4 separate regions of the Mus musculus genome follow, and all the other regions are linked to region 4. A link is a contact called in public HiChIP or PLAC-seq and Micro-C data. All regions are on one chromosome and are shown on one strand. Each heading gives the region's core, a stretch centred on a gene start, on an enhancer-like site or on the middle of the called end of the contact. The rest is flanking DNA. Distances are from core to core; before and after follow the strand shown. Region 1 holds the start of Pcbd1 (pterin 4 alpha carbinolamine dehydratase/dimerization cofactor of hepatocyte nuclear factor 1 alpha (TCF1) 1). Region 2 holds the start of Macroh2a2 (macroH2A.2 histone). Region 3 holds the start of Sgpl1 (sphingosine phosphate lyase 1). Region 4 holds the start of Lrrc20 (leucine rich repeat containing 20).

The links. Hi-C and Micro-C count contacts between places; a contact is called where the count stands out from the background. HiChIP or PLAC-seq counts read pairs in DNA pulled down with a chosen protein or histone mark.
Region 1: a contact with region 4 is called in a Micro-C map of embryonic stem cells, with 1.7 times the contacts expected there. The contact joins the promoter of Pcbd1 here to the promoter of Lrrc20 in region 4. A contact is called at or near these places in 1 of 484 Hi-C or Micro-C datasets (embryonic stem cells) and 1 of 115 datasets of contacts at active chromatin or transcription factors (pancreatic cancer cells).
Region 2: an H3K4me3 HiChIP or PLAC-seq map of embryonic stem cells shows a contact between it and region 4, with 14 read pairs. The contact joins the promoter of Macroh2a2 here to the promoter of Lrrc20 in region 4. A contact is called at or near these places in 1 of 15 datasets of contacts at CTCF or cohesin (the NIH/3T3 cell line) and 1 of 115 datasets of contacts at active chromatin or transcription factors (embryonic stem cells).
Region 3: a contact with region 4 is called in an H3K4me3 HiChIP or PLAC-seq map of bone marrow-derived macrophages, with 5 times the contacts expected there. The contact joins the promoter of Sgpl1 here to the promoter of Lrrc20 in region 4. A contact is called at or near these places in 3 of 484 Hi-C or Micro-C datasets (CD8 T cells, muscle stem cells and regulatory T cells), 2 of 115 datasets of contacts at active chromatin or transcription factors (bone marrow-derived macrophages and pancreatic cancer cells) and 3 of 9 other capture datasets (adipose tissue, liver and macrophages).

Annotation. Positions count from the first base shown.
Region 1 is chr10:61,088,026-61,090,725 of GRCm38.p6, forward strand. Pcbd1 (pterin 4 alpha carbinolamine dehydratase/dimerization cofactor of hepatocyte nuclear factor 1 alpha (TCF1) 1) reads left to right here and starts at 1,306. Exons shown (of 4, transcript NM_025273.4): 1 at 1,306-1,391. The coding sequence starts at 1,389.
Region 2 is chr10:61,782,513-61,785,371 of GRCm38.p6, forward strand. It overlaps Macroh2a2 (macroH2A.2 histone), which reads right to left and starts at 1,352. Exons shown (of 9, transcript NM_207000.2): 1 at 1,271-1,352. Gm2137 (basic proline-rich protein) reads left to right here. Exons shown (of 3, transcript XM_006514419.2): 2 at 639-1,121; 3 at 1,590-2,310. The coding sequence ends at 1,760.
Region 3 is chr10:61,146,426-61,149,164 of GRCm38.p6, forward strand. Sgpl1 (sphingosine phosphate lyase 1) reads right to left here and starts at 1,259. Exons shown (of 15, transcript NM_009163.4): 1 at 1,098-1,259.
Region 4 is chr10:61,474,418-61,477,151 of GRCm38.p6, forward strand. It overlaps Lrrc20 (leucine rich repeat containing 20), which reads left to right and starts at 1,416. Exons shown (of 5, transcript NM_153542.1): 1 at 1,416-1,472. D830039M14Rik (RIKEN cDNA D830039M14 gene) reads right to left here and starts at 2,264. Exons shown (of 1, transcript NR_166099.1): 1 at 810-2,264.

The sequences.
Region 1 (2,700 bases), core at 56-2,555, 390 kb before region 4:
TGCCAGCAATTGAAGAGCATTGGCTTAGGGGGAGCCCTGGAAGAGAGAGGCTATCTGGTGGCACAGGGAGAGGTGTTCCTAATCCTGCTGATGGATTCCTAAGAGAAGCACATGTCCCTCCATGTCACTGAAGTTATTAGGGTCAGAGCCTGGACCCTGGCAGTCCTAACAAGCAGGGCTCACCCACTACTCTCTATATGCCAACGAAAGAGACAAGTCACAGCAGAGGTGCTGTGGAGAGGGCTCAGAGCGCTTACTGCTCTCGCAGAGAATCTGAATTTGGCTCCAGTACCCATATGAGGCAGCTCACAACAACACCTAAGTGCAATTCCAGGGGATGCAATGTTCCCTTTTGGCCTCCATGGCATCTACATGCATACAGCACACAGTACACATAAATCCATGCACCCACACAAATGCGCACGCGCACACACACACACACACACACACACACACACACACACAAATAAATCTTAAAAATTAAAACAGTGATTAAAACAGCAAGCAAGGTGATTTACTCAATACAGCTTTACTGGGAAGAGAAATGAAGGGGTCCATGAGCCTCCAAGTCTGTCCACTGGGACCTAATCTACGGCTCAAGGTTAAACAGCGGGCAAGAGGAATACCTTACTAAACAAGGTGGCCTGGCAAATTGCCAGAATGGTGTGAAATCTTTCCAGTAGACAAGTTTCTTCTCTGGCTGGCACCAGACCTTAGTTTTTCCTTTTCATACCATGCCTTTCCTGGAAGAAATTCTGATTTCTTGGGTTCCATTGTTTCAATAGCCTGATAGCCCAAAGGAGGGATACGTTGAGTCCCTTTAGAATATCTTCTATTGGGCTGGAGAGATGGCTCAGTGGTTAAGAGCACTGGCTGCTCTTCCAGTGGTCTTGAGTTCAATTCCCAGTAACTACATGGTGGTTCACAACCATCTGTAATAGGATCTGATGCCCTCTTTTGGTGTGTCTGAAGACAGCTACAGTGTACTTATATATAATAAATAAATCTTTTTTAAAAAAGTCTTCTGTTCTGTTAAGATGGTTAAAACTGTGCACTTTATATATGTGCAGTCCAGTGTATGTGACATTTATCTGGGTGGCTTTTGTTGTCGTTGTTACTGTAACAATAGGTCAGGCAGTCTGGTGCCCAGAGTCCTCTGGCAGAGAGGGAGCAGAGGTACTGAGATGTCAAAGCTTTTGCCCTGGAGCCCATCACGCAGCCATGCTCACAGAGCACAGGGCATGGAAAGCATTGCAAGGGCGTGGAGCAAGGAGGACCCATGTTAATTATTACCCGCGGCCACCGGATCTCTGCCCCGCCCCCGCGGTGGCCTGCTGCTTGCCCGCTGCTCTCTCCCTCGCTGCCGCCACCTGCTTCCCGCACTGGACATGGTAAGCGCAGGAAGTCTGGTGGACCCTGAGAGGAGACCAGGAAGTGGGGGGCGGGGGGTGGTGTGGAGAGACGACTAGGGCTCCGATGCTGGGGGCGCGGGCCACGCTGAGCCTCCTGCAGCGCCATCCAGCCGGGCTAGAGTCGCCTGGCCTCCCTTGGGGGCGGTGGCGGTGGGCCTGGAAACCTAGCCTGTCCCAACTCCCAGGCCTAGTCTGCTGGCGGGGTGTGGCAGCAAGGCAAGTCTCCGTGGCGCTGCCTGGCCCTACAGGCTTGCCAGATTGGGGTGGGGGTGGGGGTGGTGTTCAGTTCTCTCTGCACCCAGTGCTGTCCCTGGCCTTAAGCCCCGCCCTAACACCTAGATAGGGTGCTGTGTCCCACCTTGGCGTGGTGGTGGGTCAGGATCTTAGGTAGGTCCCTAGGAAAGGAGCCCCTAGACCTCCCTGCAACCCTTACCAAATAGCGTGGTTCGGGTTCTCTGTACTCGATCAGGGATAGGAGGGTGTTTTGGCAGCTGAGGCCTGGGAAGAGTCATTGGGCCCAAAGACACCACAGGCTTGGATAATCAGTAATCGCTCAGCCCACACTAACAAGCTGACAGAGCTTCCCTAAGCAAATAAGGCCCTTACCCCTCTGACCTGAGTTCAGAGCATTGTCAGCCTGAAAGTTGGTTCTGGAAAATTCTAAAGAGTGGAGCCCTGTTGATACCTGGCTGCCTGGTTACAAGTGTCCCGCTTATCACCCACTGAAGGGTCAATGCTGGAAGTCCCCCACCCCCTTCATTAACCACAGAGCAGATCTCTGCACTGAGCTGGAGCCCCTTGTTTCTGAGAGCACACACACACTGGTGTTGGTTCTGTAGGCCCCACTGCTGGCCTGAGAACTGTCACAGATGTTCTTGTTCTAGGAAGTGTTGGTTTTTTGTTTTTTTTTTTTTTTTTAATGAAGCTGACTTTCACTTGATAACCTTGCTACTGAAGTATTTCCACTGGCATCTCTTGGTCTAAGGAGTGGGTCTCATCCCTTCACTCATGAAGCCAAAGGGCCATTTCGATACCCACCCCAGGGTATGGAAACGATGGGTGGCTTGCAGGACACAGTTCACCTTCCTCCTGCTCCCCAAGCCAAATTTGAGTCCTTGTCAGTTGAACACTGTATCCCTGGGTGATTCTCTTTCACAATCCTAGCTTGTTAGACTCAGGGCCCCACGTTCCTCTAGAGGACAGAACAGACACTAACTTCTGTTTTCCAGGGGTCCACTCAGGACCTGACCTGGTATGTGCTGGGGGATCACACCGTGGGCACTTTGTA
Region 2 (2,859 bases), core at 102-2,601, 310 kb after region 4:
GACGCTGAACCAGGGCTGCTGTTCTCCATAGGATTGATCGCGCCTGGGGCCTCCTGGGGTGTATGGCTTCTTGCTGTGATTTCCCCTGAAGCCAGCTCACCTGGAGAACTGCTTCAGTTGCTCCAGTCTGGGCAACCTGAGCCCAGTTCCCAATGAGTGCGTCCACTCTTTGGTTTTTTTCACTGGCCCCTTTCCCACTTTCCTCATCCCAAGAGAACCACGGCCCAAACGCTGCAGTAATGGCCAGGCCTAAATCAGGCCCACCCGTGGCTCATTTGAAGCCCAGGCACCATCAGTAATGCTGAACTCGTGAAGAAGGAGGTTCAATTGGCGTTTGGTGGCGGGGGTGGGGTTCGATGCCCCTTTGGCCATTGTTGAGAGGAACAAAGAGGGCAGGAGCTAAGGGCGCCCCCATGAGGAAAGGCGTGGAAAGCCACTCTGGGGAGCCATCCTAGGCTAGCGGGGCTGGAAAGCGGTGCACCTGGATGGCGCTCTGGCAACCGGGGAGGCAGGGCTGATTTCTACCCGCGGCAGCGGCTGCCGCCTTTCCCTGACTTGACTTTGATCCCCCTCTTCTTGATATTGTTACTATTATTTTTGTTATTTTCCCGCGCAAATTAAGCAGCTGGGACCGGTAGGGCGAGCCGCTCAGGGGCCGCCATTTGCCGGTGGAAGCACCGATCGCCCCGGAAAGGGAACCCGAGGGGAGTGCTCGGCCTCAAGTCCTCCTCCGCCCGCGGCTCCCGCAGCATCCCGGCTCCGCGCCCGCGCCGCCCCGGCGTCTCTGCGTCCTCCTCCATTGTCAGCCCCGCGCCCAGCTCGGCACCCCGGAGGCCCTGGTCGCGCGCCCTCGGCCCTTGCGAGCCAGCGTCCCCCTCCCGGTTCCCTCGGCGCCCGGGCGCCTCCCTCCTCCCTCCCCCGCTCCCCGAGCTCCGCATCCAGGGCTCCCGGCACCGCCAGCCTGGCCGCGGGACCCCGCATTTCGGCATCCTCCCTGCTTGGCCCAGGGTGCCCCGGCCCCTCGCCAGCGGCGGGCATCGCGCGGCGTCTTCGGCAAACCCCCCTTTTATCTCCCGAGGAAGCAAGTTGGGCAGATCGATTTATTAATTTCTGTGGCAGAGGTGGGTCGGTGACCGGGGTGCGCCCTCAGGGCTGCAGCGGGGAGGCGCCGTGGCTCCCTTCGGCCCCTGCACTGCCCGGACAAGAGGGTTTTGTTTCCAGACCCCCGGCGCCCCCCGAAACAATGATGCCATGGGCATGGCGGGCTCACCTGGTGCTGCACCGCGGGCTCCGGGCGCCCGGTGGCCTAGTGCGCGCCAATCCCGGCCGCAGGTTCGGCCCGCGTGCCGCCGGTGCTGGGCAGGACCCTGCCTTTCTTGGGGTTGTATCTGTGCGTGTCAATGGCGGCAAGCGGCAGTTCTCCGGGCCGCGGATAGTAGCGGGGGGAGGAGGAGGAGGGAGAAGGGATTGCTCCTTCTCCACATAACCACCTCTAGGAGGAGTCGCTCAGCCTCATCCCCCGCCAGCCCAGGCTCCGCGACGGGTCCGGGGGCTTTCGTGGGGCTTGATGAGCTATTGTCCTTCTGCAGTGGAACCACAGGGCCAGTTCGCGGAGCTGTCGGCTGCGAGGACACCGCTTCCCTAGAGCCCGGCACGGAGGCCTTGTGGTCACCAGCCACAGGCTCCAGATAGCTCGACCCACCTTTGCTGGGCGAAAGAGGTGTGGGCGTTCATCTGCCCATTACGGGATGAGAAGGTGAACGAAAAAAAAAAAAAGCAAGCCACGTTGGATGCAGCCCTGATCTGAAATTACCAAACACGTTACTGTGTCGCGCACGGCGCCGAAGGAACCGAGAATTTATTCTGGTGATTCGCTAGTAGTGATGGAGATCCAGATGTGCTTCCTGGTGGATGAAGACCATGTGCCCCGGCATCATTTAAAAATTGGATTGCGTTAATTTGCCATCTCCCGACGGTTATTGAGGTTAAGCACAAAGAGAGTGTCTAAAGAAGCAATTTTTTGTATTAGTTTCTGGAAAATTCATTGTGATGGCGGTGCAGTGGACAGTATCAGGTGACACTGGGCGCGTGTAGTTGTTTGGTCCCTGATGAAAAACCACGTTGTCTTTTGTACTGTGAACCCTGTCAAGGGCACATGGCTCTAGGGCCAGTCACCGTAAGCATTCAGTTGAATGGACGGTCCATGGTGCCTCAGATTTTTTCCTGCATGAATCAGAGGACTCTGGGAGGAAACCTTTTGATTTCTGCAAAAAAAAAATAAAAAATAAAAAATAAAAAATGTGAAGCCGAGATCTTTAGCATTGAGCGAATGGACTTTGCCCAAACCCGTGACCTTTTGTATGTGTGCTCGCTGCCACAAACTAACTGTACTTGTATCTATGTACACAGTGGGGGACTTTGGGGGTCACCGAAGACCTGTGATTGCCTGGGTGGAGAGAAGTTAGCTACTCAACCACCCTCGCCATTTTATCAGGCGGGCCGCTGGCATTTATAGACCAGTGCTTTCCATTGAGAATGTGTATTTTAAGCTTGAGTGTTTTGCTGAGAACCAGCCATGTCTTTTGCTCTCCCTGCAAACCATGCATGGTTCATTCTGCTGTAAACGTATCTCCCATAATGGGGACCCCACAGTATGAGAGAGAGGACAGCCAGCCCTGAGGCTCCTGCAGAAGCCCTTGATGCTCTCTGGGGATGACCCTCCTGTCTATTGTTTTGGAAGTCTTTGCCAGGCCAGAAGCCCACCTCTTTGCAGAGATGTGTGTTTAAAGGATTTCAAATGGCCGCCTGAGATGTCTCTTGGTGGCATTTCTGCACATTCCTAGAGGGAGTGCCCATCTT
Region 3 (2,739 bases), core at 9-2,508, 330 kb before region 4:
CCCCGGCACCCCGGAGCAGTGGAGCCCGCGGCGTGCACGCGGGGACACGCCCCTTCCCCGGGCCCACGGCAGCGCCGCCGCCTCTCGGCACAGCGGGACCCGGGACTCCTCCAGCCCGGCCTGCCTTTCCCCCGCGCCCCTGTAGCCTGGCGCCACTACTCAGCCCCGGCCACAGACTCGAGCCTGGGTCTCTCCGACGCCCCACAGCAGTCGGGAACCCACACCCCGCAGCTCGGCTCCCCATCAGCCCGGACCCAGCCCCCTCAGACCAGGCCCGGCTCCCCTCAGCCCGCCCCCTCTTAGCCTGACTCCCTTAAGCCCAGGACCCTCTCAGCCTGGGCCCTGCTCCCCTCAGCCTGGGCCCCGCTCCCCTCAGCCCCGACCCCGCAGCCCCGACCCTGCTCCCCTCAGTCTGGGGCCCGCACCCCTCAGTTTGCTCCTTCTCAGCCCGGCTCCCCCTCAGCCCAGGCGCTGCTCCCCTCAGTCTGGGCCCCGCTTCCCTCATCCCACCTCTCCCTGTGCCACGGACCTGCACCCCTCAGCTCAGCTTCCTCTCAGCCCACTCCCTTTCAGCCTGAGCCCTGCTTCCCTCAGCCCGGGCACCGCTTCCCTCAGCCCGGCTCTCCCTCAGCCCGGCTCCCTCTCAGCTCGGGCCCCGCTCCCCTCAGCCCAGGACCCTCTCAGCCTGAACCCTTGCTCCCCTCAGCCCGGTCCCTGCTCCCCCTCAGCCCGGGCCCCGCTCCCCTCAGCCCAGCTCTCCCTCAGCCCGGCTCCCTCTCAGCTCGGGCCCCGCTTTCCTCAGCCGCGCTCCCCTCAGCCCAGCTCTCCCTCAGCCCGGCTCCCTCTCAGCTCGGGCCCTGCTTTCCTCAGCCGCGCTCCCCTCAGCCCAGCTCTCCATGAACCACAGACCTGCCTCCCTCAGCGCAGCTCCCCACAGCCCGGTTCCCTCCGCGCAGCTCCCCACAACCCAATTCCCTCTCGGCTCCCCAACCACAGCTCGGCCTCCCTCCTCTCCCCTCAGCCCGGGCCCGGATCCCTCCAGCTCCTCTCGGCTCCCCACTGCTCCCGCCGGGTCCAGCCCGCCGCGGCAGCTCCACCTCCTCAGGCTGTGGACCCGGCTCCTTCTTTCCCCGCAGAGGCTCCGCTGGCCGCCGCCCACCTCACGCGCCTCGGTTCTGCGAGCGACTCACTCGCTGGCCACGGGACCCGGGTTCCCCCTTCCGCCGCCGCCGCAGAGATTGGAGGTGCGCCGCCCCCGGCCCCGCCCCTCCCGGAAATGGCCTTGGGGTACCCGCCCGCCTCCAGGAGCCCGGGCCGTGCGCGCCCTTGCCGCTGTCGGGCGCGCGCACGTCCGACGCCGCGCTGGGCTCGGCTCGCCCCGCAGCCCTCCGCCCGCCTACTGCTGGGTCCGGGCTGTGGTGTCGGGGGAACTCAGGCGAGAGTTTGTGGCCAGGGCTAAGTAATGGCGCCAGGGTTGAGAGGCTCGGCGCCAAGGTTCGGGGCGCCCAGAGCCGTGTGGGCGTGCGCGCCGCCTGCTGGCCGGGTAGGGACTGTGTCTAAGCCAGATAGGGTGTCTAGGGGTCTCACCTTTCGCCAGCAGCTGGCCCTGTGAGTTTACAACTTCTTCAGGCTACTCTTTGTGTTTGTCTTTTGTTGCTATTGTTGTTTGTTGTTGTTTTGTGATGCAGGCTTTTTATACTAAGTTGCCGAGACTGGCTTTGAGGTCTTTCTGTAGGGCAGTCAAAGGCTTTGATCTAGGTTTTCTCCCGCCTCATCACAGCCTTCCAAAAATCTAAGGTGACATCTCTCTTAACAATTCTTTGTTTTGATCCAAGTTCTGACTTAGGTCATGCTGGCCCCAAACTGGTCCTGTATCTTAGGATAACTTTGAACTCACAATCTTCCTGCCAGCCACTACACTCAACAGTTTAGGGGCTGGTTAGTGTTTGAGACAGGGTCTCACTCTGTCGTGTAAGCTATAAACTGGCCTTGAACTTGAATCAATCTTCCTGCTTTAGGCTCCCAAGTACTGAAATTATACCCATAAAAAGCTGGTTATGTGAAGTGATTGGGGAGGGAGGGCTCAGTGAGGCTGGGTCCCAGCACCCACTTAAGATGGCTCCCAAACACCACTCCCGGTCCATGGACTCTGACATTGTCTTCTGGCCTCTGAGGCCATAAACACACACACACACACACACACGCTTACACATAAATAAAAATAAATGCTTGAAATAATTAACTTGAACCTGGTGTGGTGGTTTGTTCCTGTAATTCCTGAGGCAATTTTGAAGCCAACCGGGGCTTCAAAATAAGACCCTATTCCCCACCCCAACCCTTGCATTCTGGACACAATTGGTCACTTCCAGCCAGTGTCTGCAGACAAGACTAATCTGAGCAACCACCTAACCTGGGTCTTTAAAGGAAGAGCTTTGAGATTTTACTGTTTTAGGGTTTCTATTGCTGTGATGAAACACCATGACCAAAGAAATATGGGGAAGAAAGGGTTTATTTGGCTTACACGTCCAGAGCACTGTTCATCAACAAAAGAAGTCAGGACAGGAGCTCAAACAGGGCAAAACCTGAAGGCAGGAGCTGATGCAGAGGCCATGAAGGAGTGCTGCTTACTGCCCTGCTCCTCATGGCTGGCTTGCTTATAGAACCCAGGACCACCAACCCAGGGATAGCACCACCCACAGTGGGCTGCGACCTCCCCCATCAATCCCTAATTAAGAAAAT
Region 4 (2,734 bases), core at 166-2,665:
CTGGTAGGGAGGGGCCTAGTGAACCTGGTCAGTTTCAGGGACTTCCTGAAGCTAATTTGAGTTTGTTTACCTTCCTCTTTAAGGAGGTTCCCAAAGCTATTTTAAGTGCTTATTGCTTAAGGAGCTTCCTACAGGAAGCAGTGTTTTTGGAAACTGTTACACAACAGGAGATCTGTGAAGTGGCTACATTTTAGAAGCTGTGGTCCTGGTGGCTAGTCTGGCAGCCGTGAATACAAATTACTCAAAAGAACAGCAGCATCTTTTGCTAGTCTGATTTACTGACTAGAAATTTAGTGACACAAAAGGGTTAAAATGTTGCAGGTCCAGAGCCAGACTGGCATTTTGTGGCATCTTTATGTCCTTTAACAACTACTGATTGCTCTGCCCTCTACTTGGCTTAACATCTTTGTAACTATCCAGTAAGTCAGAGTGCAAGAACAGATCTCTAGTTTCCGATCAACCAAAGGGCTAAGAATGCTCTCAGGCTAGCATCTGGGGCCTATAGCTGAGATCTTTTTCTCCTTTGCTGTAGCCTGTTTACCTGATATCCTCACCAATACAATTGAAAAGTGCCTTGTTTTTACGTTTTTCTTTGTTCTTCATTAAGAGGCTGGAGAGACAGCTACACCGTTCCTTTGCAAGGGTTGTCCAATCATGTACAGGATGGTTCATAGCTGTTTGCAACTCCAATCCCAGGAGATTTGACCCCTCTTTTGGCCTCTGAGGACACCAGACACATAGGTGGTGCACAAATACACACGCGGGCAAACACGCATAAAATAACTAAAAAAAAAAAAAAAAAGCACAAAATAATTCACAATTTTTATCAAACTGTTACCATGTTGGGACATGGAATAACCTGTATTTGTGTTCCCGGGCTAGGGTCGCTCCTATTTGGCTCTAGGATAAGCCATCTCTGATCCCCTTTGAGGTGAGAGTTGTGTTTTTGCGTCGCAGCAGCGCTGGACTCCACAGTCCCTTCATCAGTTCTCACAGCGACCCGTGAAGCAGGTAGACTTTAGTTCCATGTTTACTTTAGTCTGAAGAGATGAAGTTACAGTGCGGCTTCAATTAGCGTTTCTTTGCGTTTTCCAAAGTTCCCCGATCTGCTGAACCCGGCTCATCCGTGGAATTAAAAACAAAATAAAATCCAGCCTGGAGAAGCATCCTACACAAGAAGATGCAGGGCCCCGCCCCTAGCGCGCTGGCTTTGCCGACTCCACACAAAGCGGTTCCTCCCTTGGTTCCCGAGCGCGCAGGAGGAGTTGCGCGCTGATTGGTGCGCGCGGGCGGAGCGCTGGCCCCTCCCCGCCCTGGGTCGTATCCTGGTGTCACTATTGGCTGAGCGGCCGTGCGCGCTGAGCTCCCTGCCCCTTTGGCTCCGCCCCTCGGGCTCAGAACTTGCACCGGGTGCCGTCGGTCGCCGCGGGAGCGTGAGTGCTGGGCGCTGGGCTCTAGGACGCATTGTCGCCGTAAGTGCTGCCTCCAGCGGCCCACAGGCTTCGCGCCGCGCTGAATAACGGTGGCCAGAGGCCGAGCGTGGCAGGGGCAGAAGGGAAAGCACTGGGCTTGGCCGTGTCCCTTCCCCTCCCCCAGCACACCTGGTAGCACCGAGTCATGGCTCGGGCGGTGCCCAGAGGTCATGGACTATCGCTTGCGGTAGTGGGAGGCTCGTGGTTAGAGCTCTCGGACAGCCCGGCTTCCGTCTCCCCAGTGAGACGCCCTTGCCCATCGGGAGAGGCAGCTGCGCATGTCACTTGGGAGTGTGCCTCTCCGCCCCTGGCAGCGTGGGACGCCCCCGGCCTCTGCGATCACCAGCGTCCCCCCTCTGCTTGCTCCATTTGTCCCAGTTCCTGTCTGCCAGGCCAGCGCGAGGCTGGAGACGAGCAGCCACTGGCTGTGAGAATGGGGTCCAGGGATCCTGTCCTTGGCCACTGTGTACTGTCGGTACAGTCTAAGGATGCTCACGCGGGGCTCCCCAACTCTAAAGCTGAGCTGCGAAACCAGGCGCCAACGTGTCCAGCTCATTGCCCCAGCGGGCTCTTTCCCCTGGGTGAGAAAGTGGGTCATCTCTGCTCTGGTCTCGAGTGGACCTTTGGGACTGTTGGGGTGTGATTAGCATTGTGCCCCTTACCTCGCCACATCAGCTCTTGGCTTCAGCAGGGTCCCGAAGTCTGTCTGGAGCCAGCGGAGCCAGCGGTGGGGCAGATCGTGCGCATGGCTGCGGAGGCTCCGGTTGCCCCGCAGAGCGGCTGCCAGGCTCTAAAGTTCCCAGTTGACCACAACAGTAACTAAATATAGGACCAGCTGGTGCGGCCGGAGTGTCGCAGTGGCTCCTTTGCAGAGATCTTAGGGCTGCAGATAATGAAGTTGAGTTCTGACCCTTAAAGACTGGGTCATTGCCATGGTCAAGGTTTAAATACCTCAGCCCCAAGTTTGGAATTTAGGTGAGATCAGTTTCAGATCTGCCAGAGAAATTATACAGTGTTCACAATCATAGCTTCCTCAAAGCAGAATAGCACACTCACCTTCAATTTATTATATGCAAACTTCCTGTCTGTCCTTGTTTGATGACCTAATAGTTGGTCCTGGCTTAATGCAGGAAGCCCTTAATGGCTTGCAGAGTCTTTTCTTAGAAGTGATTTTTTTTCAGTTAATTTTTATTAACAGTTTCATTGAGGAAGGTGATGTTTCCATCTCACAACTGGGGCTGCCCCACAACATTGAGAGCTTT